2 separate regions of the Gossypium hirsutum genome follow, and region 2 is linked to region 1. Evidence: chromatin contacts called from public Hi-C data. All regions are on one chromosome and are shown on one strand. The core of a region is the stretch at or near the end of the contact, and the rest is flanking DNA. Distances in the headings are between cores, read along the strand shown.

Evidence for each region. A called contact is a pair of places that touch in the nucleus more often than the background predicts.
Region 2: a Hi-C map of leaf shows a contact between it and region 1, with 1.5 times the contacts expected there. The contact joins the promoter of LOC107901744 here to the promoter of LOC107902056 in region 1. A contact is called at or near these places in 2 of 34 Hi-C or Micro-C datasets (leaf and petal).

The regions. Positions count from the first base shown.
Region 1 is chrD06:39,531,159-39,533,858 of Gossypium_hirsutum_v2.1, reverse strand. It overlaps LOC107902056 (methionine S-methyltransferase), which reads left to right and starts at 1,251. Exons shown (of 12, transcript XM_016828317.2): 1 at 1,251-1,783; 2 at 2,014-2,207; 3 at 2,312-2,518; 4 at 2,615-2,700. The coding sequence starts at 1,570.
Region 2 is chrD06:40,274,131-40,276,830 of Gossypium_hirsutum_v2.1, reverse strand. It overlaps LOC107901744 ((6-4)DNA photolyase), which reads right to left and starts at 1,262. Exons shown (of 15, transcript XR_005914526.1): 1 at 742-1,262; 2 at 512-583; 3 at 1-61.

The DNA.
Region 1 (2,700 bases), core at 2-2,501:
AATTTATCACAAAGGCAAATGACCCGTGGCGATGTCTACTTTTCATCTATCATATAATGCCGATAAGATAATATCATTTATCGTTTATTGGGCTATGAATTCCACAGTCGTGGAATGATGCTACATACTACAAAAGTCGTATACACAACGTACTAACTTTCGGTTCCTTATATATTTGAACTCAGGTTTTTATTTACATCAAAGTGTATGAGTCAATCATATATGGTCCATCATCCATTTAGAATTAAGGTATGTCACACTATGAACTTCACAAGTGAATGAATCCATAAACAAATCTAGGATCTATTCTATTTGGGTCCTATTTCATGTACTATCAATCCAATTGATAACATCTATGTTTCTATCTTTTGGAAGTCATCCACTTCGATACTTAAGACAATGCATCTCTCCAATTGGACTTGATAGACGGCATATTAGTCTTTTAATCGGTTTGTTCATTTCTAATTAAACTAACTATATGTTTACTACTAATAAGTTGTATTTTCGCATTATGATCTAACCATGTAATACTTCTTAGTATTAGTTAAACGATAGATAATCATTGAGTCAATATTTATTTTCATTTTGCTTTGTGTGCAAAAAACTATTAAGGACAATATACAAAATATAATAATAAAATTGATAGATATTTTATTAAATCAACTTGTTTGAAAAATACAAGTACATATAAACAAAAATACTACACTAAGGGCACTAGATCCCAATATGAATCCAATTGTCCCAAGACAACATACTACGAAGTTAGAGGTTCAAAATAAGGGAGGCGTGTCTCGAGACATGGCTTCCCTGTCTCGAGACACAATCCTCCCATTTGATAATTTGAGTTGGAATTCATATCTTGACTCCGTGTTTGACCTTGTATATAACCTTAGATCAATTTGAGTGAGCCCATATCAAGAAAATGAACAAAGTCGATTTGAGTTGCTTCGGCAATAAAATTTGACATTCCTCATTTGAATCTAGTGATAGAGTTATCGTCGTCATTGGATTCCCTTTTTTAAAGAGGTTTAAAATATTGATGACACCGCTATTGAAATCTTTATCTTTCAAATAAACAAAAATAAAAAGTATTTTATACTAATTATAGAAAGATCCCTCATTTTAATAAAAGGTAAAAAAAATCACCCAAGTAGATTAAAGAAATTTTTATTGAGAGTCATTAATTCGATAAAAAAATTAAAATAAAATCAATTCTATTTTAAGGTGATGTAGAATATAATTTATCATTTGATGACCAGGAAAAGACATTAGTCTAATTTTCACACTCAGGACGTCCTGATAATCGTATTTCGTAGTTTCGAATAGGAGGATGATGGGATAAAATAGGATACGAACTCAAAAATCCCAAAGTTCTTCATTTCTTTCGTTTTATTTTTCGTGTTTTTACTAATGCTACTATTCACTATTATATATTTGTTATCTGTCAGCTAATATTGCCACACACACACCAAAAAAAAAAAAAAAAGAGTAGAAAATAATTTTTGGCCTCTGGTTTGGGAAACCGAAAAAGGAGGAAAACATAGAGAGTGTGTCTGCGCGCGGGGGGCAATGACTCTGGAGGAATTTTTGAAGCAGTGCGAGCAGTCAGGTGATGGTGCTTTCGCTGCCCTCAAATCGCTTCTGGAGAAGCTTGAGGATCCCAAGACCCGCACTGAAGCCCGGGTCTTCCTTTCGGATCTTCAATCCCGGGTCGGTTCCTCAGATGATTGCTTCCACAAATACCATTTCCGGATACAGGACATTTACTTGGATCGGTCTGAAGGTAAGAATGTATAATTCAAGCAATATAATCTAGCGATTGTAGCCTTTGGTTGGATTCTTTTTCTTTTTTCGTTGCCTACAGGCCCACACATACACTGTACGGACACTAAATCCCACTGTATTCAGCAGTGGTTTCTGCTCCATCTGTTTTACTTATGATTAACTTTCTTATAAATAGCCTGTGATATGCTTGTCGTGCTTCATAGTTAACATATTTTGCACTATGTTCAGGCTATCAGGGAAGGAAGAAACTGACAATGATGGTGATCCCTAGCATTTTTATGCCAGAAGACTGGTCGTTTACCTTTTATGAAGGACTCAATAGACACCCAGATTCCATTTTCAAGGAAATGACAGTTGCTGAGCTTGGCTGTGGAAATGGATGGATAACTATAGCCATTGCTGAGAAATGGTTGCCTGCTAAGGTGTTTTTTTCTTTTTGTACCCTATCATTTTCCTTATGCATGGACAATTTAGGTATTCAACCCGATTTATGAATCTTTTTATGTGCCTGAATTAAACTCTGCAGGTTTATGGCCTCGATATAAATCCAAGAGCAGTGAAGGTTTCTTGCATAAACTTATACATGAATGCTTTTGATGAGAAAGGCCAACCGATATATGATGCAGAAAAGAAAACTTTACTGGATAGGGTGGAGTTTCATGAATCTGATCTGCTATCTTATTGTAGGGAACATGATATTAAACTTGAACGAATTGTTGGATGCATACCTCAGGTATTGTCACAGTTGTCAACTTATATGGTTTAATATAGTACATAATGAAGTTACATGAAACCCCAGTCCCACATTACTTTAATTTCTTTTTTCCAGATTCTTAATCCAAATCCAGAGGCCATGTCCAAAATGATCACGGAAAATGCAAGCGAGGAATTTCTACACTCTTTGAGTAATTATTG
Region 2 (2,700 bases), core at 13-2,512, 740 kb before region 1:
GATCGAAGATGGTATGACTCACTGGAGAGAAAACCTCGATTCCAGCTGCAGAAGCATAATTCTGTAGAAACAAAGGCAATCTTTATTTACTATAAAGAATATAAGCATATGAATTGCTAACTTAGCTAACTCCAACTTTTTATTTTTCTTGAAGTACCCTTGTGTCTGATATATTTTTGGATCTAGGTACGCGGATATGATCCCAAATACATAGAAAAGCTACTTGTTTCAGACACGTATCCATATCCAATACACACCCAACTCCAAATAATATAGATATGTATGTTTAGTACAAGAAAAAGCTTACAGCAACTGCAGCACATGAATTGAACATCCTCCCTGGAACTCAAACATGAAACCTCAAACTAATTGAAAATACCAAGTTTTGCCGTTGGACTATAATGTTGGTGGAAGCCCATTTTTATTTGATATAACACTAATATTTGAAAAACTCAAGGAAAGTTAAGTATTGTTCTTGAAAGATAGGGGGGGAAAAAAAGCACAGTTTTACCTTAGCTTTATCATCCAAAGCTTGATAATATGGATCAGTGTCATACTCAAAGCAAAGCTTTCTAACATCCCACTGCCAAAAACCAAAAAATCAAACAAGCATTATAAAAAAGAAAAAGACAATTCTTCATAGTTTTAAGTTTAACTTTAAACAAACAAACAATATATGTAAATTATAGATATCAAAAAGAGAAAAAAAACAATACATGTAAATTATAAAGAGAAAATCACCTCGTTTAAGCAACGAATCAAAACCTCACTAGGCTCACCCTTCAACACCAACAACCTCGACCCGAGTTTCTTCAAACTTGAGTCAAGGTCAGCGAGGCTCTCCAATAAGAACCGGATCCTGTTTATACCCGCACGGGTGGATCCTGGGGAGTAGGCGTTTGGGTCCAGCTCCATATAGTGAGGGTCGATGACGAACAAAGGGTAAACACAAGTGGATCCTCTGGAAGCATACTCGAGCGCCGGATTGTCGTGGACCCGGAGCCCCTTTCGGAACCACATTAACGAACCCGACCCGGATAGCATGCTGGGATTCAGTAGAGAAAGTGGAGGTTTCATTTCATAAGACAACAAAATTGCGGTTTTGAACCGTTGGGTAAGTTGGCGCCTTAAATGTGGGAGGCAGAGATGTCGGCTAACGTGCACGTACGAGGTGTATGGCAAGGATGCTTGTGAATTGAAAAGAACTCTGAGCAAACGGTATACGATGTACGTTAAAAATAGGCTTGGGTGAGGAACTCTGGTGCGGTTAATGTAGCGCCACGTCGAGGGTCCTAATATGTGGATTTCTTGTGGTTGAAAGCTTCTTTTTCAACCTTCTCCTTTTTAGAAGAATTGATTCACTTTTTTAAACAAAGTTGATATTTTTGGTAAAAACGTTTAAACCATTATTCATAGAAAGGGTATTGCACATTTTAATTAGGAAGATTAGTGTATTAAAAAGGTGAAGAACTGAATCTCAATGGACTTAGAAAATACGAGAAGTAAGAGTGAGCAAAACTCGATTCGACTCGAAAAAATCGAAAAAAAATTTAAATTTCGAGTTAAACGAATCGAGTTATTCGAGTTAATCGAGTTATTCGAATCAACTCGAATTTTTTTTTCAAATTTCGAGTTCGAATTGAGTTGAGTTTTAGAATTCGAATAACTCGAATAATTCAAATAATTCGAATAATTCGAATATCAAACTATAATATTTTATATTTTTATCCCAGACTCTCAAACATTTTTACTTTTCCCTCAAAACTTTTACTCATTCCCACTTTCGCATCAAAACTTTTACTCCCCTCCCCTCCCAACCCCCAATCTACCCAAAATTCATTTCTCACCAAAATTTTACTTTCCCATTTACTTTTTCTCAAAATTTTACTCCCAAAAACCCTGAAAACCTTCCCACTTTTCCCCTAAAACTTCTATTCCCTTCCATCCCACCTCTCATCTACCCCAAACCCTCCCCTTCCAATTTTTTTTTTAAATATTTTACCTCCAAAATTTTACTCCCCATATTTACTTTCTCTCAAACTTTTATTCTCAAAACTTTTTATTTTCCCCCTAAACTTTTACTTCTCACTCTTTACTTTCAAATAAAAAATCAAAATTATCCAAAAAAATTCATTAAATGTAAATAGTAATAATTTTATTTATATCTACTATTTATATTATTAAATTAAATTTTACATTTTATATTATTTATATTATTGAATTGTTTAGTCATATTGAATATTTATATTAAAATTGAATTATTAATTATGCCATAAAACATTCGTGTTAAAATTTTATATTGGTATCAATTTCACATTTTATTTTTAAAATAACTTTTATTAAAAAATCATATTTTTACATTTAATATATTTTTTAATTCCAAAATACATAGTGACAAGAATCTGAAAATAATTAAAACAACTAAGTAAGTAAAGAAGCTAACCAGTATATAAAAAATTAATAAATAAATTATGAGGTGATGAAAGTTAATAAAAAATTGATTAAGGTGGACAAATTTTATTATGATGGGTGACAGTGGTTACAAGGACCCAAAATTATTTTTTAAAATTTAACTCGAACAAATATATTTGATTCAATTCGAATTTCATCTCACTCGACTCGATTCGATAAAACTTTAAATAAAGCTAAGATGATAAAATGAGATTCGAAAACTCGATTAACTCGAAAATTTTTAATTCG